6 separate regions of the Mus musculus genome follow, and regions 2, 3, 4, 5 and 6 are each linked to region 1. The links are chromatin contacts, called in public Hi-C, HiChIP or PLAC-seq and promoter capture Hi-C maps. All regions are on one chromosome and are shown on one strand. Each heading gives the region's core, a stretch centred on a gene start, on an enhancer-like site or on the middle of the called end of the contact. The rest is flanking DNA. Distances are from core to core; before and after follow the strand shown.

Evidence for each region. Promoter capture Hi-C pulls out the DNA fragments that hold promoters and counts their contacts. HiChIP or PLAC-seq counts read pairs in DNA pulled down with a chosen protein or histone mark. Hi-C and Micro-C count contacts between places; a contact is called where the count stands out from the background. Capture Hi-C pulls out chosen DNA fragments and counts their contacts.
Region 2: a contact with region 1 is called in a promoter capture Hi-C map of pancreatic islet. The contact joins the promoter of Pde5a here to the promoter of Dnttip2 in region 1. A contact is called at or near these places in 8 of 39 promoter capture datasets (embryonic stem cells, frontonasal cranial neural crest, liver and 4 more), 1 of 484 Hi-C or Micro-C datasets (B cells), 1 of 115 datasets of contacts at active chromatin or transcription factors (large pre-B cells) and 3 of 9 other capture datasets (adipose tissue, embryonic stem cells and pancreatic islet).
Region 3: a promoter capture Hi-C map of cranial neural crest shows a contact between it and region 1. The contact joins the enhancer-like site here to the promoter of Dnttip2 in region 1. A contact is called at or near these places in 7 of 39 promoter capture datasets (the 3T3-L1 cell line, cranial neural crest, embryonic stem cells and 3 more), 3 of 15 datasets of contacts at CTCF or cohesin (the NIH/3T3 cell line and embryonic stem cells), 47 of 484 Hi-C or Micro-C datasets (the BV-2 cell line, the C2C12 cell line, the CH12 cell line and 28 more), 14 of 115 datasets of contacts at active chromatin or transcription factors (embryonic forebrain, embryonic hindbrain, embryonic stem cells and 6 more) and 3 of 9 other capture datasets (adipose tissue, embryonic stem cells and liver).
Region 4: a contact with region 1 is called in a Hi-C map of cardiomyocytes, with 3 times the contacts expected there. The contact joins the enhancer-like site here to the promoter of Dnttip2 in region 1. A contact is called at or near these places in 12 of 39 promoter capture datasets (the 3T3-L1 cell line, 3T3-L1-derived adipocytes, cranial neural crest and 5 more), 3 of 15 datasets of contacts at CTCF or cohesin (the NIH/3T3 cell line and embryonic stem cells), 48 of 484 Hi-C or Micro-C datasets (the BV-2 cell line, the C2C12 cell line, the CH12 cell line and 26 more), 14 of 115 datasets of contacts at active chromatin or transcription factors (bone marrow-derived macrophages, embryonic forebrain, embryonic hindbrain and 7 more) and 3 of 9 other capture datasets (adipose tissue, embryonic stem cells and liver).
Region 5: a contact with region 1 is called in a CTCF HiChIP or PLAC-seq map of the NIH/3T3 cell line, with 8 read pairs. The contact joins the enhancer-like site here to the promoter of Dnttip2 in region 1. A contact is called at or near these places in 6 of 39 promoter capture datasets (the 3T3-L1 cell line, the C10 cell line, cranial neural crest and 2 more), 3 of 15 datasets of contacts at CTCF or cohesin (the NIH/3T3 cell line, large pre-B cells and pro-B cells), 3 of 484 Hi-C or Micro-C datasets (B cells, bone marrow-derived macrophages and pro-B cells), 9 of 115 datasets of contacts at active chromatin or transcription factors (the 230-238 cell line, bone marrow-derived macrophages, craniofacial prominence and 5 more) and 2 of 9 other capture datasets (adipose tissue and embryonic stem cells).
Region 6: a contact with region 1 is called in an H3K4me3 HiChIP or PLAC-seq map of embryonic stem cells, with 26 read pairs. The contact joins the promoter of Fnbp1l here to the promoter of Dnttip2 in region 1. A contact is called at or near these places in 14 of 39 promoter capture datasets (the 3T3-L1 cell line, 3T3-L1-derived adipocytes, the C10 cell line and 8 more), 1 of 15 datasets of contacts at CTCF or cohesin (the NIH/3T3 cell line), 3 of 484 Hi-C or Micro-C datasets (all in embryonic stem cells), 27 of 115 datasets of contacts at active chromatin or transcription factors (the 230-238 cell line, the NIH/3T3 cell line, bone marrow-derived macrophages and 15 more) and 4 of 9 other capture datasets (adipose tissue, liver, macrophages and 1 more).

The regions. Positions count from the first base shown.
Region 1 is chr3:122,272,892-122,275,909 of GRCm38.p6, reverse strand. Dnttip2 (deoxynucleotidyltransferase, terminal, interacting protein 2) reads right to left here and starts at 1,496. Exons shown (of 7, transcript NM_153806.1): 1 at 1,432-1,496; 2 at 1-712. The coding sequence starts at 1,491.
Region 2 is chr3:122,727,765-122,730,782 of GRCm38.p6, reverse strand. It overlaps Pde5a (phosphodiesterase 5A, cGMP-specific), which reads right to left and starts at 1,625. Exons shown (of 21, transcript NM_153422.2): 1 at 1,416-1,625. The coding sequence starts at 1,537.
Region 3 is chr3:121,873,215-121,876,232 of GRCm38.p6, reverse strand. No RefSeq gene overlaps it. Among named protein-coding and RNA genes, the nearest start is that of Gm33987, 24 kb to the right of the region's middle. Within about 2 kb of position 1,487, at least 36 of the 459 cell types and tissues checked have an H3K27ac peak or open chromatin away from gene starts, as enhancers often do. A contact at or near this core is called in liver and pancreatic cancer cells, where this site is marked.
Region 4 is chr3:121,889,209-121,892,226 of GRCm38.p6, reverse strand. No RefSeq gene overlaps it. Among named protein-coding and RNA genes, the nearest start is that of Gm34050, 13 kb to the left of the region's middle. Within about 2 kb of position 1,421, at least 38 of the 459 cell types and tissues checked have an H3K27ac peak or open chromatin away from gene starts, as enhancers often do. A contact at or near this core is called in the CH12 cell line, adipose tissue, bone marrow-derived macrophages and 1 more, where this site is marked.
Region 5 is chr3:122,636,898-122,639,915 of GRCm38.p6, reverse strand. No RefSeq gene overlaps it. Among named protein-coding and RNA genes, the nearest start is that of Gm43568, 8.6 kb to the right of the region's middle. Within about 2 kb of position 1,410, at least 31 of the 459 cell types and tissues checked have an H3K27ac peak or open chromatin away from gene starts, as enhancers often do. A contact at or near this core is called in the NIH/3T3 cell line and bone marrow-derived macrophages, where this site is marked.
Region 6 is chr3:122,618,249-122,621,266 of GRCm38.p6, reverse strand. Fnbp1l (formin binding protein 1-like) reads left to right here and starts at 1,553. Exons shown (of 14, transcript NM_153118.3): 1 at 1,553-1,737. The coding sequence starts at 1,714.

The DNA.
Region 1 (3,018 bases), core at 247-2,746:
CAAAGTCACTGTTGTAAGTTTCACTATCAGAAACATTTGGCATATTTCTCTGAGAAAGTGGTCTTGCTGATAACTGAGTAGCATCTGAGTCCTCTGAACACACAGACATACCCACAATTTGCTTTTTATTTCCTGGTGTAATCTTAGTATCGTTTTTCTCAGCTGGGAACTGTAATTTCTTCTTCACATTCCTGGCTGTTGTTCTCGGCAAGATCTCTAACGATGAAATGCCTGAGCAGGACAACTCAGCATCAGATACAGTTCCCGACTGTGATTCTTGGCTTGAATCTCTTTGAGAATTAGCCTTATTTCTGCTGCTTCTCTCTGTGGAAGGTACAACCATAGAAACCCCTGAAACATGAGACTCTGCTTCAGAAACAACAACTTCATCAGCAGATGCATGCTGAGGGGCTACTTTCTGCCTTTTCCTAACAGTGGACTTTGAGGTGGAAGCAATTACGATCTGCCGTTTCCTAGTTACTCTTACAATGGGCTCTTGGTCCTCTAACACAGAAGTAACCCCAGAAGTGTGGGACTCCGTTTCAGAAGCCTCGTCATCAGAAATAAGCACAATGATCTCCGCTGGGCCTGTGGTTCTGCTGCTGCTGCGTGAGTGCTGTTTCTCAGCAGGCTGCGATTCAGCTGTGCTGCCATCGGATCCCGATTCCTTTGTGCTTTCTAGATGTGTCCCAATTCTCCGAGGAGCAGACCTCTGAAAACCAAAACAAACACAATATAGTGTAGATAGGGCAGGGACAAGGGTAAAGGTGGCATGGCCTAAGGAACAAAACTCAAGAAGGTACAAAACGAAGACAAACTCACGATAAGATATTTCTTTTACTTGCCTCATCCTAGGCTTCAGAAAGCAGAACTAAAAAAACTTTCTCTACTTAAAGAAAGAGGAGGTAAATTTTAAATCATTTATAGAAGCGCAGGGAGGGGGGGGAGTTGAATACTAATTGAGCACGTGTTTAGGAGTGTGTAAGGTAATCCGATACTTGCCTGGATTTCTACAACAGGAAAGGGCTGCTCTATAGCCCTTACCACACAATCTAAAGAGCATAGCACCAGAAGACAACCAGAGGCTCTGAGTGACGCCACCGCCGCCCTTCAGTTGCCGGAGGGGTTAGTGCTCGGCCATGCCAGTCTCTCCACGTGAAAACGGTGCTCCTCCTATCCCCCAAACCAGGCTTGGTCGAGGTGGCGGGCATTAACTTTCCCCGGTACTGTCCTAACAGTAAACTTAAAAGGCCTCGCCTGCGCAGGGCACGCTACCGAAACTCCCGTAAGAGCCCTGAAAGACCCCCAGGTCCGAGCCAGTCCGGCGCAGTACCACGCGCGACCCGCTCGGTTCCTCGTCGCTCTCCTCCGCCCTGCCGAGCCGCTCTGCTCAGCGGCGAGGAGACCCGGAGAACCTGAGACCCAGCTCACCTTCTGCTGGGAGCTTTCTTGGAGCCTGGTCCGGGAGAGCCCGGACCTGGTGACCACCATCTTTCCGACTCCGGATTCCCGGCAGCCAGCGCGGCTTCCTCTGTTCCGACGCTTCGGAAGTGCGTCGAAACAGGAACTCGCTTAGGTTTCCCTGCGGAAACCGCGGCTCGGGAGAATCGTTCCTTCCCCGGCTCCACTGCAGTTCTGGCCAGCGGTCTCCGCCATCGGACTAGTGCGGGTCAGCGGGGGGTGGGGGGGTGGGGTGTGTGTGTTGGGGGGGGGGGGGGGCAAAAGCAGCTCCGCCTCCAGTTCCCAGCTCGTCCGCTGTGCGGTCCTCAGCGAGGAGGACCTCCTCGCCGTTTAACACAAAATGGGAAGTCGCATCATTTACTCTGCTTTCCATCCCCCTCACCCCCCACCCCCGTGCAGTAATTGTGAGATCTTTGGCGTAAGTCTTTACGGAAGCCAAAGGAGACTTTATTTAGTCCTTTTAGAAAACAGTATTTTAATAACTTAATAAATGAGATTCCGATATTTGATTGGGATACAAGGATGTATGTTAAATGCACCCAAGTTTTCGGAGAATAATTAGAAAGCTGTGGGATTTAACTAAAATGTCTCGGGATTTGAAGTACGCCTTTTTTTTTTTTTTTTTTTTTTTTTTTTTTTTTTTTAAATAAAAAAGGTGAAAGACGTTGTGAAGGACGGGGATTAAAGTTTTTTGTTTTTTTACAATGGAAGTAAGAGACTAGCCAGAATCAAAAGAGTTTTAGGATTTTTGTTTTGAGACAAGATCTCTCTACATGGCCCTGGCTGCCCTAGAACTCACTATTTAGACCAGCCTGATCCTGAACTCACAGATATCCATCTGCCTCCCAAGTGTTGGGATCCATGGGCCACAGCACCTGGCTGAGGTGTTTTAGTTTTTGTTTTGTTGGATGAAAGATGGAGAACTAGAATATGTTGAAAGGCTACAAAGGAATCGAGGAGGGGGTAAAGGAATTAGTGTTGGAAGCAAGAAAAAAAAAAGGGGGGGTTCGTTTTCCTTCACTTTTTAACACAAAATTTTTCCTAAAAACCTATCTTTCCATGGATACATTACTTCTACATTAAATTGCTCTCCTTGGAGCCAGGTATACGTAGTAACCAACTTTTGATTGTTAGATGTTGTCTTAAAACACTAGCCTCATGCTTACTTAGTAAAATAGGGTTTTTTTTTGTTTTTGTTTTCCTGGAGAACTGTGGTCTCTGGTTTCCACACAGCCATTGTGTGCCCTGAGGAAACAGCCTATCTTTAGGAGTGAGAGAACAAGAAAGTGAAGAACAAGAAAACGAGTTCCTGCGCATTTGTGGAACTTGAAGACAAGAATCTTCAAGCTCTTGACAGGCTGGGCTTAGTGAAAAACCCTATGACAAGTGCGGGCTGTTACTTTTCAGTTTAGGCTTTAAAGGGTTCTTCTATCTTGTTCTTTCTGGGGGAGGTACTGATCTTCCATGTATTTTTATTATGCATTTTAAAAAAAGATTTATTTATTTATTTATATCAGTACACTGTAGTTGTCTTCAGCCGCACCAGAAGAGGGGGAA
Region 2 (3,018 bases), core at 376-2,875, 450 kb before region 1:
CAAAGTCATACTGCCCGTCTATCGGGCGGCTTCATCTCCCGCAGGTGTGAGGGGTGCCCCCGCCAGCCGCTAACCCCCGCAGCCCTTCCCCAGACAAAGTGGCCAGCGGGATGTTGAAGGAAGTACCTCGTTTTGTCTCCAAAGGGCAACATAGCAAAGGTGGGGCGCTCGTTTGCGAACTCCTCGGATGGTGGACTCGGGAGACTCTGGGGGCCGACGGAGTTCCGTGAGTGCCCGACCGGCTCCCCTACTGCCCCCGCCGCCTCTTCGCTGCGGGTCGCCGGCTGCGGACCCCGCGTTGCGTCGCCCCCTGGCGGGCAGCGCCCGGCCGAGTGGCGGCCGCGCTCGGGCGAGTCCCCACCGGCTCGTCCACCATCCCCGCCCGGCGAGAGTCGCCCTCCCGGCTCGGGCGGCCAGCACCAGCTGCTCGACGGCCGTTGCCCCAAGGCGCCGGTGGCGGGGCTCCAGCCCCTTCTCCAAAGCAGAGCTGGTTAGTTCAGCCCAGATCGGCGCGCCGGAGGCAAGCGCGCGCGCGGGCTTCACGGCGACTCCTCGAGCTTCGGGGGACCCGCCCGCCACGCACTCCGCTCCACCCTCTCGTCCCTCCGCTCCACTCTCAAGTCTGCGCGAGCCCCGACTGCCCGTGCAGCAGTCGGATCCTAAAGGACAGGCTCCCTTCTCCACGCCCTCCGCAGCGGCCTCCCGGCGTTTGGCTCGAGACCAGGAAGAACTGGCCTCTGGGGTGCTCCGGGTCCCCGGGTCCCCGAGTCCGCCCGGGCCGCCTCCCTCCCGCCCTTTGTGTGCGCGCCGCAAAGCTCCGCGAAAATCCTCCTTGCGGCGACGCAGCCAGAAGAGGGATGACCAGAGGACTATTGGGGGACCAAAGGCGACAGTCCTCACTGGGGGCGACCCGGGCAAGCTGCGGCACCCAGGCTTCCCGGTGGCCTGGTCCAGACCCCCCCGGCTTCCCCGCCCCTCCAGGGTCAGAGCAAGCCGGGCAGGGGAGGAGCACGACCACAGGGACGCGCCCGCAGTGGTGCTTCCGGAGCCGCTGGGAAGGGGCTCTGGCTTGTTTTGGTTTTTGCTAAGCGGGTTTGGGAGGGAAACCGGGAGAGTAGAGGGGAGGGGAGAAGGCCCGGGAGAGTAATCTTGCTCCAGGGCCGGGTGTACGCTTTTGTTTTTAACTTCGTGGGCAAGTCCTTTCTAATCCGACGCCTCGCTTCTCAACTGTGCTCCCTTTAAGTAGAGGACTCCAGTCCGTACTGGGACCGAGAAGCTACTTCCGAAGCAAAGGGCCTGGGAACGGGGATTGTTTAATGTTGGATCGAGGGGAAAATTCAATGGTGGGGGAGAGAGATCAGCCTCAGGTCACGCTTCATGTCCCTGGCTGTGTCCTTTGTGGCTCCTCTTCTTACCTGGTGGCCTTTCTAATAAAGTAAGAGAAGGTAAAGTCCCGGTGATCATCCAGCCACGCTTCCACCCAGTCCGGGTCCCGCTGCTGCTGCGACCGCACGGAGTTGGGGCCCGCTCGTTCCATGGTGCTTGCCGCGCGTCTCTGCGGCTCGGAGGTGCCGGATTTCCACCTCTCTCTCTCAGAGGAGCAGGACAGTGTTCGAGACCCTCCCCTTTTGCCTTTATTCGTCCCTGCAGTGTCTCAGCGAAGCCACAGAGACGCGGGCCGGCCCCGGAGCTCGCTCAGCCCCGCCCCTCCAGGTCCCCGAGGTTCCCAGGTGGCGGGCGTCCTCCTTGGGGTCCCGCGGAAACCGGCTTTCTGCATCTGCCTCGGCGCTGACTGGCGAGCCCTCCGGAAGCCAAGTGGCCAAGGCTAGAAGGACTCCAGACCGCCGCTGGGGTGCGCTGTGGGCCGAGTCAGCTTCCCTCTATGCGCAAAGGTGACAGTGGGTGGATTTGCAATTCCCAACCAACCAACTCTAGGACAGAAAGATCACAGTGAGGACTCATCTACAGTCCAGAAGGCAAGAGGCAGGAGCTTCACTAGAAAGTGTGGGAAAAAGTTAACGTGATTGTTTTTCTTCGTTCTTAGTAGTACAGGGACAGCCCCACCTCACTTTTCTCCTTAAGCAACTCTTGGTGGAGAGGACCCAGAACCTATCTCCCTCACAGCAGCCCTCCCAGTGACTCCGGAAAGCACTCCAACCCTACAAGCTAGGGAGAGACATGAGGAAGAAACCGCTATGACAAACCTGCAGGTACGGGACACAGTGGCTTCCATCAAAACCACATCCGAGCTTAAGGCTAACATCAGTTGTAATCATTGATTCATACACCAAAGACCCTCCTTATGGAAGCGCAAGATTCGGTTAGACATAGGACATAAAAATGACAACCACCTGTCCTTGGCCTGTGAATTTTGAAGCTAAGACTACCTCTACACGATTCTGCTGACTTACGAACCCTAACACTAGCTACCCATGTACAACTGGGAACACCCAGTTAGCCTGATTTAAAATGAACTCATTTGTATTTAACTGGCATCGATACCTCAGAAATAGTATTGCCTTACATTGCTTATTGCTGTGATAAAATTCCATGACCAAAGCAACACATGATAAATTATATTAGATTTTAAAATGACAGTTCTCTCCTGATATGTTACTATGACATTAAATATGCTTAGCGAATAGGGAGTTTCCCCTTGTTGGTGAACCCCACCCCCACCCCATATCTACACATTCCTCCTACCAGGAAGTCACCTGATTTAAAACTGAACTCTGGGATAATAGCTAGAAATTGGGCCTTAACTGTTTGTGCCCGCTCCCTCCAAAGTTCATATTGACACTTCATTCTGGCTGAGTGGTTAAGAGTTCTTCCTTCGGGGGCTGGTGAGATGGCTCAGTGGGTAAGAGCACCCGACTGCTCTTCCGAAGGTCAGGAGTTCAAATCCCAGCAACCACATGGTGGCTCACAACCATCCATAACAAGATCTGACTCCCTCTTCTGGAGTGTCTGAGGACAGCTACAGTGTACTTACATATAATAAATAAATAAATATAAAAA
Region 3 (3,018 bases), core at 238-2,737, 400 kb after region 1:
GACTTTAATCTGCCTTATTTTTAGGCTCCACTTTTTCAAGTCCAACTACCAATTGTGTGGTAAACAATGCAGTATTATTATTATTATCCTATTTTACAGATGATGATGTGACCAGCCTTTTCCGAAATGAAGATGTTCTAGAGACTTGGATCCTGCTATCTGCTTGTCAGACCATTTAAACACTGGCTCCTGAGAAGTAGAAATTCCCTAGGACCTTCATGCTGAGAGAAGAAAAAGATCCCTGCCAGAGTGGGGCAACTTGTTTCCTAGGAAAGAGATTTACAACTTGTTAGACTACCTTATGGGGTGAGACTGAAGCCCAGACATTGGTGGGTCAGTGGTGCACGGGATCACACATTTACTTGGACTGCTTAGATGTGCATAGTTCAGCCCTCTATTAAATTCCAACCTCACTTCAGGACTTTAGGGGAAGGTGGTCATTGCATCTCTTTGTCCTTCTCCCCAATGTGACCACATTGAATAGTTCTTTTTCTTCTTTTATCTATTAACTCGGTTGTTTTAATTGGTTGTTCAAGGACAGGTGATCAAACTTGGCTTCTTGGGGTTCATTCACACTGTGACCTAAAGTTTGGTAACAATGGGAGCAAGACTTGACCCAGATCTCCAGATAATCATGTAATGGAACAGGTAGACTCAAGTCTCCTTTACCCAGGCAGGTCCTTAAATCCAGGACTCAATTTAGAATTTCAGCTTTAATGAACTCAAGAAATGGAGTCAGTCCTGGTGGCCATCAGACCTATTGGCATCCACTCCTCTGTGATTCACACATTCAGGTTCTTTTCCCTGGCGTTGGCATACATTCTGATTGTATTTCATAGGCACTCCTTTCTCCACCTAACTCTCGCCCTGCCAGTGTGATCTCTGTGTGCTTCAACAACCTGGCATTCATGTCCTTTGGCTCCAACTAGGGTTCAACCAGGGGAAAGTTTGGCAGAGATTAGAGAGGGAAGGAAAGTTCAAAGTATTTGTTGCCCCAAGTTACTCCCTGTGTAACTGACTGCCTATGACAGGTTTTCTTTAGAATGACGTCTATTGCTCTCCTGACCAAACCCGATCAGAGTCCCTGCAGCCTCTTCTCTAATTGTTGTTTTAGGGCTAGAAGTTGTAATCTGAGATACACATATCCCCAGATAATTGAATTATACCTTTCATTTTCCTTAAATCACACATGTTCAACCAACCCCTTTATACATAGACCCTCTTTAGTATATTCTACTTGGAGGTAAACTATCTTTTTTTTCGTTATCATTTATCATTATTATTTACTGGCTTACAAGTATTGCTTCCATATTGGAGTTGTATCCTTTTGTTAATCAGTTGTGGGGACATTTCCCCAGCTTAGTGAGCTTTATGTAATAGAGATTTGGCAGTGTGCCCTCTATGTGCTGACTCAAGACCACACTCTGGAAAATGTGGCCTTGATCTTTGACACACATATGGCAATTGCCTCTTCCATCCTGCTTGGGGTGGAGTGAGGTGTCTGGCTGTGATCCATTTGTGGTTCAAATACCAGCTCCTCCCCAGAGGTCATAGTTCTCTTTCAGGATATGGAAAGATTTTGTCTTGTGTTCCTGAGTGGTCTTTCAGGAGCTGTTTTTCAATATTAATTGTGTCTTCCTTGGCCTCTCATTCTTCTGTGGACCTCAGATAGTGTCATTGCTGCTATGTGCTAGAATTCTAGGCATCGTCCCTTCCTCTTAGAGGCACCTCTACTGGGAAGTGGAAATGACAATGTGGTGAAAACCACAGTTTATTTATCACACATAATGGTTTTGCTTCAAAATGCCGTGACTTTTCCAGAAGTGCACTGAGGACTTTATTTCATGGTAAAACCTCATAGAGATATTATTATTATTATTATTATTATTATTATTATTATTATTATTATTTAGTTGTATCTGTACAATAGGTATGTGCTTGATGCCCACAGAGGCCAGATGAGGGCATCAGTTTTTCTGAACTGGAATTACAGATGGTTGTTGGCTTTCATATGAGTGCTGGGAATTGAACTCTGGTCCTCTGGAAGAACAGCCAATGTTCTTAACTGCTGAGCCATCTCTCCAGCCTTACCCTTATAATTAATATTGTCCCTGTCCTTAGATCTTAGGAGTTTCTTCTAACCTTCTTATAACTTCTGTACTATGGATTAATCTTCTTGCCTGTCCACAAGGATCCGTCTCTCCCTAAATTGTTTTTTTTTAATCTTAAATACTAGAATATTGAACATTAAAGAGGGAGCCTACTTGTAGGAATAGTGTTCCTATTGCCTTATGTCTCTGAACTGCCTGATGGAGCGATCAGCACTGCAGGTTCAATGGAGGTAGTCAGGGTGGGCAGATGCCCAGCTTCCTTGGAGCTCTCTGACCTACTGCAGGTCAGTCTTCGTGCTCCATTGATCAAGAATATTCTTTTTTTTTCCCTTAACCTCCTGCTTTCAAACCTTGTCACCTCAGGCCTCAGAATGAGAAGTGTGTTCTAAATAGACACTTGTTTAACCATACTCTGCATAGTGGGTTTCACCCAATCAGGCTTAGAACTACAACATCTCCTTACTCTAATGGAGAATTGGGGAGGAAGCACTGGTTTTGTGCCTTTGGGAAAGGAAGGATGAAGGGGATCCAAAAGGACTGATACATTTTTACTTCCTACCCTGAACTTTCAGATTTTGAGTTGCAGATGTACAGCAGGCATAAGACAGGATGGGAGATGTTTGGACCTTGGAAGTGCACCATTAAAGGAATGTTAGAAAGAATGGCATACAACGTGAATTTCTCTTCCCCCTCCCCCTCCCCTGTTTTACTTCTCCTCCTCTCCCTCCTCCTCTCACTCTTCCTCTCCCTCCTCCTTCCATTCTTCCTTCCTCTTCTCCCCACAACTTCCAATGGAATCTTGCTATAAAGTCCAAACTGGCCTCATACTCATGAAGGTTATTGCCTCTTTTGAAATGAAGACATGTTTTTCTTCGGCCTGGAAATCTGTCATTTACAAACATAAGCA
Region 4 (3,018 bases), core at 172-2,671, 380 kb after region 1:
GCAGTTAGTTGGCGAGCTGTTAAAGTGAGTTGTACTTACGGCCTGTGTTATACAGAGGAGAAAATATTTTCAGCGCTACTTGCAGTTTTCAGACCTGACAGTGCCTTACAATTCCTACCCAGTAATAAGCATTACTCATGCGGCACCAATGGGAAAAAAACTGGTGATGCTCATTCTCTGCCTACCGTGTTTTATGTGTGTGAACGTTTAAAACTTGTTTGGGATGATTGCTCTAAACACTTCAGCATCTGGTGTACAAATATTTTTGTAGACACCGGGTCCAAATACCACAAAATCACTGCCCCAGTCCAGGTTATGTGAACCATTGTCTTAGGCAGATTTTTAATAAATGAGATTATTCTTGAACGATGAGACTCTCTCCCCAGGGACATCAAGATTAAACTCAAAAGAAAATCTTATAGCGATGACCCATATTTTTAAAAAAAAAAAGTGGAAAGGAGAAGTCATTTTGGAACTAATTTGAAGGGGAAAAGTAACTTTTTGCTTTGTGGTTTTTTTTTGTTTTTGTTTTTTGTTTTAAATTGTTGTTGCCATGCTAAGCATTGTACAAAGGGAAATCAAAGGTGACACCGTCAGTGACATTCCTGCAGTGAGTGGCTGGTGGGAGATAAGGCTTGGCTGAGCTGTGCCAGAGTCCGGTTTCAGTTCTGTCAGGTGTAATCAGATCCTTAAAACAAAAGCGGCCAGTCCACTTCATCAGAAGACACTCCAGGCCCTTTACCCTACACTAAAAGCGAACAGAAGCATCAGTGCCACGCGGGAAGAGAGCCGCATATCATCAGTGGGTTTGCGCCACATTGTGTCATTGTCTAATGCTCCATATTTAATATAAAACCCCCCGTTTCCAGTCTAATAGATGGAAGGAGCTTGTTTGCTTGTTTTAGAGGCTGTGGTTGTAGAAATTAAGCTTCAGTTTGTAATCCAAGGCAAAGGCAATTGGTGAGTCTGCGAGTCGTGGTGGAGGTCTTTAGTTTACCCCTGGGCTTTAGGACCCGGTGGGAGGTGGGGGGTGGGGGGTGGAGGTGGGGGGGGGGAGCGCAGTCTTTTTTTTTCTCTGAAAAGAGGCTTGCTCAAAATGTCACTTGGAAAATTTCTCTTGTGGATGGATGTGCTACATAGAATAAATTACAATTTTCATTTGGAAGATATATATGTGTGTGATAAAATGAACCAAAAGGCTGTTTGGGAGGATGAGCTGAGGCGACCATGGTGAACCCTGGCAGCTTCCAACCTTACCGGTGGGTCTAACTGGACGTCCATTAAAATGACCACAGAACCCAGGCTAGCCATAGTTCCCTATCGCCACGACTGTCCCAGAATGACTGGGTTTGGTTGCAGCCACAGAGGAAACAGGACTTCCATTTTGGTGGCAGGCAAACCAAGGGAGAGTAGAAATGAAACCAGCCTGCTGGGTCAGAAATTGCTGAGGAAGTGTTCCGGCTCTAACAGGAGGAAATTAAAAGCCTGCAGTGTGTGTGTGTGTGTGTGTGTGTGTGTGTGTGTGTGTGTGTGTGTGTGTGTGTGTGACAATTAGCCATGACAGAGGAGCAGGAAGGAATACAGAATGAATGACAATCAGAGGAAACAGGCCTGCGACAAAGGAGGCCTGCCCCCCCCCCACCCCCCACCCCCCCAGGCCCAGAGGAATCGATAGAAGTCCCTGAGAAATGCTGCTTTTCTTGGGTTCTGGAGCTCATATTTTAACCCCTTTATCTCCCAAAGTCTCGCTCTGAAGCAGATAGCTTTATTCACGGCGTTCTTTGATTGCTCCATGGTTGATATGAATACCAGAATGTCTGCAAAGTTATTGTGAGAACAGAGCAATTGTTCAATTTTTCCCTCTCCACGCTCAGCCTGGAAAAAAAAAACCACACATCTAAGGTTGGATTGGGTGGGAAAATATTTATGCCAACTTACACAAGAAGCGCAGGTATTAGCCTTAGATAAAAATATTAGGAAAACAAGATAAGAACTGTAAAGGCATTTGAAAGTTATTGTGATGAGTATCAAGATTATTTAAGATCATAGCACATTCTATAACCAAAGATAATGATAGGGTGGAGTGGAAAGGGGAAGTGAGATTGTTTCATAAAAATAAGAATTTGACCTGGGCAGTGATGGCACACACCTTTAATCCCAGCACTCGGGAGGCAGAGGCAGGTGGATTTCTGAGTTCGAGGCCAGCCTGGTCTACAGAGTGAGTTCCAGGACAGCCAGGGCTACACAGAGAAACCCTGTCTCAAAAACAAACAAACAATAACCCCCAAACAACAACAACAAAACCCTGAAGAATTTCAAGTTTTAAAAACCCAATGTGTTTATTACACATGATTTTTGGCATGCAGAAAATGATTGAATCCCAAATGAAAATCTTAGAGTTTGTTTTGTTTCTGGTGTTTGCTTGGTTTGTTTGGTTTGGTTTGGTTTTCTTTTTTTTCTTACAACTTGTTACTTAGTCAGAAGAAATCTAGGAAACTCTCAGGCTTAATTAATCAAGACGCTAAAGTAAGGAAGGAAAGAGGAGGTTAAGTCACGTGCAGCTCAGTCATTTAAAGGGGGCAGAGGAGCAGGGAGAGGTGATTATAAAGCAGAATGAAGATGCTAAATAGGATTAGAAGAGCAGATACTACTACAAAGGGCTGACTTAGGGACAAAGTGGATAATAAGGCAATCTCAGGATTCTTAAGAGTCCAGTTCTGGAAAGGAATTGACTGCTCCAAACTAATAAAGGAAGAAGTGTCACACACAGAGAATGAGCTAAAGGTACCCTAGGAAAAACAGATGCCTCCGATTTCTAAAGCCAGCACGCTTCAAAAAGAAGAAACGGGGGAGAGGGGTTGGTTCTGTGTTTGGAACAATAGCAAGAGGGTGTAAAAGTGAGGCAGACAATCTGAAGTAGACAGTGATGGAAAAAAGGCCTTCCAGACAGACACCCCGAAGAGATTCCTGGAATACCTTAGGGTGACAGTGCGTGAGGGCTGGCACTGGGAACTTGAT
Region 5 (3,018 bases), core at 161-2,660, 360 kb before region 1:
GTTTGCTACAGTCACTTGGCAGCCCCAGGGCATAGCAAATGAACAGGGCTGCCCAGGCTGTGACCTGGCACCACTGAAACGTGGCAAACATGCAGCAGGTACACCTGGGCTGCCACATGGCAGCTCGGTGTCCTGGCAGGCATTTGACAGGTTTGCCCAGGCCACTGCATGGTAGCAATGAAACACAACAGGCATGCAAACAGGCATAGTTAGGCCATCACAGGGCAGAGAAGGGACAGGGCAGGAATACACACAGATTGGGGAGCACTAGAACACAGCTGGAGTATAACAGGTGAGCATATCCCCCATGTGGCAACGCTAAAACATGGCCGCTCGTGAACACAAGATCCTGTGCCACCGCAGGGCAGCACTGAGATCTGGCTCCCGTGAGAACAGGTGAGTCCAGAACACGGCACGACACTACTGGGATGTGGTACACATTTGAACTCCAGTGGCTATTCTGCCACGGGGTGGTGCTGGGACTTGGCAGATGTGTACATAAGGAATTCTTCAACATGGTGGCACGGGGAAACAGCATGCATCCCAACAGGCATTATACTAAGACATGGCATGTGTGACAACAGGCATGCCTAGACCACCCCTTAGTGACCCTAGGACACAGCAGGCAGGCAAGTAGGCTACCCAGGTCACCATGTTGTAGCAATGGGACACAGCAGTCATGCAACATGCTTGCCCAGGGCATCACACTGGTGGCCTAGTAACACAGCAGACATGCAAACACAGCAGGCTATGAAGTGGCAGTGCTGGGACATAGCGGGCTTGCAGCCAGGCATTCCCACACCACCAAGTTGTGGCACAAAGATATAGTAGGTCTTAGTACAGATATACCAAAGCCCCCACATGTTGGCCCTGGGACTCAGCATGCATACAAACGAATGGCAGCATAAGAACACAGAGCGCATGTGAACAGGTGTGCCCAGACAGCCTAGTGGAACACAACACTAGAACACAGCAGGCATTCAAACCTGCATGCCCGGGTTTTGAGACATAGCCAAGTATGTAAACGAACATGTACAGACCACCAGGTGGCAGCACTGAGACACACCAGACATGTGAACAGGTAAACACAGGCCACCAGGTGGCAGCACTGGAACACAACAAACAAGTGACCAGGAATGCCCAGGCCATCACTTGGAGATTCTGGGTCCGTGGAAAGAGTGTCAATAGATGAGCTTGCTACCACGTAGAGGTGCTAGGAGGCAACTTGCAGGTGAACCTGATCCCCTACTTTGCAGTCCTGGAACAGAACATGGTTGTCAAATGCACTGCAACACAGCAGAACTGGTAGGTGAGATTCACGAATGTTTGGGCTTGCCCAGACTTTCACAGGACTGAGACTTGACAGGCTTGTGGACAAAGGTGCCTGTGCCAACACATGGTGTTGCTGGAACACTGCAGACTCCGGAACAAGTATACTCATGACGACCCCTGGTGGCACTGGGAAATGGTATGTGTCCCAACAGGTGACCCTAGGTTGACAATTGGAAGTTTGGGGACACAGCGTAATTAAGAACCGGAGTGACAGGCGGGTGAAATGGCTCAGTGGGTAAGAGCACCCGACTGCTCTTCCGAAGGTCCGGAGTTCAAATCCCAGCAACCACATGGTGGCTCACAACCATCCATAATGAGATCTGACTCCCTCTCTTCTGCAGTGTCTGAAGACAGCTACAGTGTACTTACATATAAATAAATAAATCTTAAAAAAAAAAAAAAAAAAGAACCGGATTGACGACCCCATTACTTGGTGACTCCTGGACAAGGCAGGTGTGTGAAAGTCTATTCTTGCGGTGTCCTGTGGCTGTCCCAGGGCATGGCATGTGTGCAGACAGGCCAGTCTAAACCACTCTTGTGTCCGTGCTAGAACCTGGCCGGTGTGTGAACAGCATGTACAACCCACTAAATGGCAGCACCGGGACACGGAGCATGTGCAAGCAGATGTGGTTAGGCCATCAGGTGGTGGCATGCAGGGAACATGGCAAACATGCAAACAGGCATGCACACAGTACTCCTGGAACATGGAAGGTGTAAAATCAGGTATACCCAGGTCACCAACTTGCAGCACAGGGACATGGCAGACATGAGAACAAGGGAACCCAAGCCATCACAATGCTAGAACACAGTTGTTGTGCAAACAGGAGAAGCTGTGTACTGAGAACTGAAGCGTCAAACTCTGATCCCGTCTGGTTATCACAAAGAATAACTTCACCTCTAAGCTAAGATGTATGGAACTGTCTGGAAAGTCTAAAATTCTTTTTATTTTCCTTAGAGGAATTTAAAGAAATTATTTTGTTTGAAGTGTTTGTAGATTATGCTGTCTTAGACATTACACTGCAGGGCTAATTACTGTCCTCAGAGATGGGATTAATATGCCTTTGTGACTGACCTGGCTCAAGTCCTTGAAGATGTTATCATCTAGATTGGGAAATTCCAGTGTACTGACGTATTCAAAAATAGACACAGATTTGGAAGGCCATACCCAAGACTCTCAAGAAACAGGAAACACATTAGCCTACATTGAAGGAAATTAAGTTATAAAGTTCAGAAATAATTTTAGGGTATGATACCTCTTGTTTTAAAGTCAGATAATTTGGCTTTTAATTTTAGTATTTATTGTGACAGGTGTGTACCATGGCACATCTGTGGAAGCCCAAAGACAACTTGTGGGAGCCGGTTCTCTCCTTCCACCTGCTGGCACCAGAGAGTGAACTTAAGTTCATGGCTTGGCAGCAAGCACCTTTAATTCCCTGAGCCATGTCACCTGCCCACAGCTAGGCATTTGCAACTACAAATACCGAGCCAGCAAAAGATGACTCAGCAGCTAAAGATGCCTGCTACCATGCCTGATAGCCTAACTCCAACTCCTAACTCCAACAGTTGTCCTTGGAATTGCATGTTGTGACATGCATATGCCACACAACACACACAATAAATTAATAAACACCCTAATTAATTAATAGAAATTTAAACTGTGGATCTTACTATTAAATGTGTGGAAAC
Region 6 (3,018 bases), core at 304-2,803, 350 kb before region 1:
CTTTTTGAAATAGAGAAATCCAGAAAAATGGTGGAAAGAAGTTATTTCTTAGGAAGATATTCTCTCTTACCAACACCCCACCCCCACCCTCCAACCACTGCACACTCTGTAACCCAGGCTAGCCTCTGACTCCTGTAGTTACGCCTCTCCCCTCCGGAGCACTAAAATTACAGGTGTGCGTCATCACACTTGGCTTCAGCGACTTTCAAAGAACATTAAAAAAAAAAAAAAAAAAAAAAAAGACCGGCCTTAACCTAATTAGAAGAGAGTATTCATTTGCTCAGCCTACCTCAGAAAAGGATAGCAAAGAATTTGGTGAGTGGTGGTTAGACTGCCTGGAGAGCTCTGGCTATTTGCCTGGACTTCAATGGGGAGCAGAACTAGGTAAACAGGAAGGCTGGGGCGGAAGAAGCTGGAACACCTGTGTTGGTCCCGGTCCCGGTCCCGTAGGGAGGAGTTTCAAGGCTGATAAGACGTCCGTTGGTGGGGGGACCTTGAAGCATTCAGTTGTCATGACTCACTGAAGAGTACTCTACTGGTTCTAGAGTGAAAATGTGTGTGTTTTAAGCGACAAGCAATTAATACTAAAGCATATGCTGGGGAGTTAGTGAGCAGACTGTACGCGGTATCTAGTAGCACCAGCCAAACTTGCTGACTGCCAGTGGAGGCAGGCTGGGAAATAACTCAGCACAGCTAAAAGCAAGAGGTCGTCTGCAGCCAAGATTCCTATCGGAGGCAAGAGACGCCTCAGGCTCTGAACAGGTTGTTGAAGGGCTGTGAGGAGGGAGAGACCGGTCCCTGGAGGTAGCCACGAGCCTAGAATTCAGGCAAGCTCAGCAGCGTCTCACCTCCTGCAGGTGTCAGTCGGGTTCGCTTTCCACCAAGTCTTATCTTTTACCATGGCAACGTCCCCAAAAGATTACGGGATCGCTTGCCTCTTAAAAAAAAGAAAAAAAGGTTTCCCGAAAGAACTTACAATAAAATCAAAATGCTTTATTAAAAACAAAAACAAAAACCAGACACGTCGTGTGACACGTTGCATTCACATTGGACGTTTGACCTCTACAGGTCTGTGGTTCCCGGGGATCCCAGGCTGAAGCGCCAAGCCTGGACGGAGAAGTTACCTTACGAAGGCAGATTTTTTTTAACTAAACACACGCACACACCCCTCTGCTCCAACGTCTGGACGTGGTTTCTTTGTCAGGGCTCCGCAAAGAACGCTGACGTGTGGGGTCGCCTCCTTTGAGGGGGGGGGTCTCCGAGCAAGGCAGGGACCGTGGGCGTCCTCCCTGGCTCTCCATCTTGGAGCGGGAGTCTGAGTGCGGCTTTTGCTGAGCCCGGAGGCCGGAGCGGACGCCGCCGAGGGTCCGAGGATCCCCGCCCCGGGCGAGCTGTTCGGAGGAGACCCCCGCCGGCCCCCGCGCGCGCGAGTGCGGGCCCGCCCCGATCCCAGGGTGCACCGCGGCCCGCCCCCTCCCCGCCGTCCCGCCTCCCCTCGGCCCCGGCCCCCTCCCTCCCTCCTTCCCTCCCTCCCTCCCCGCTGCCGGGAGGCGGGGACGCGGCGGCGGCTCGCTTCAGTCGTGTCTCTCTCACTCACTGGGGAACCCGGTGGTGGTGGCGGCAGCTTTCGAGGCAGACGCTGAGGAGGGGAAAGTCGGGACGAGAGAGGACAGCGGGAGCAGCCGGCCGGCGCCAGTCGCCTCAGGTTCCGCCATGAGCTGGGGCACCGAGCTGTGGGTGAGTGTGGGGAGCAGAGCGGCTCGCGCCGTCGGCGGGAGCCCCGGGCTTGGCGCGCCGCGGACTCCGGCGCCTCTTTGTGCCGCGAGAGCCCGCTCGGCTGCGGGCGGGGAGGCGACGGGGCGGCTGCCTGGGGCTCCCTCCGAGGGGCCCGGGCCGCAGCCCTGGACGGCCGCTGCCGTCCCCTCTCCAGCCTCTGCCTGACTTTGCGGACGGGTGCCCGGCCGGGCGCCGCGCCTTTGTACCGCGCGCCCGACGGCGGGGGAGGGAGCCATTGTCCCGAAGGGGCGCCGCTCGGATCCCCGCGCCGCGCGCCTGGGCGACGCCCCAGCTCCAGGTAGGGGGAGCCGGGCGGCTTTGTTCCCAGCCCGGCCTGGGGCCAGCCAGGCCCAACCCACACGCCCATTTCCCTCTCTTGCTGCCTCCTTGCTCGGGACCTAGGGCGCCCGCGACTCCGCGCCGGCCAGCTCCGGTTGCAGCCTCTCTGGGCTGGCGGGTCTGCTTTTGTGACCCGAATTAGGTAGTGGGATCGAGGAAGGGACGCTCATTTTGGCGAAAGGAGCGCGCGGCTTGCCGATCGCTTGATTTCCCTCTCGTTCTTTATTCTCTCTCCTCTCTCTCTCTCTCTCTCTCTCTCTCTCTCTCTCTCTTTCTCTCTCTCTCTCTCTCGTGTGTGTATGTGTGTGTGTGTCTGTCTCTCTCTTTTTTCTCTCTCTCTCTCTTTCTTCCGTGCCTTTCCTGGGCGCTGGAGGCTGCAGACAATACCCAATGTCCGACCAAGGTGCAGGCGGAGGGTTATAGGTCGAGGAATTCGCTCCGGACGCCGTCACCTGAGGGTGGAGGTGTGCATGGCAGTGATTTCTCAGGTGCGGCCGGGAAAATTGGCGGCGTGGGGGCGCTGTCTCGAGCGAGCGCCGCCTGGCCTCTGCCACTCCCCTTTTTATCCCACCTGTGCATATTTTCCGTGCCTTTGTTTGCGAAAATCTCCGGGAATCTCTGTAGCGGGAGAGGAGGGACAAGTTTCGAGTATGTACGCTCACTGGGATTCGAAACAGATCGTTTAGTCGCGAGGCCGAATGTTTTCTCCTTTTCCACGTGCTGTAGATTGGGAATTTTAGAAGTGACACTTAAAAGCTCATCTAGTCACCCACTTAACCCTGCCCCAGGAATCTGTCCTGTAGCACTCTGCAGAAGTGTTTGCCCAGTCTGCAAACATAACCATCAAGACAAAATACCTCAGGAGCCTCTCCACTTGATTGTTCTGATAATGGTGAGCGTCAT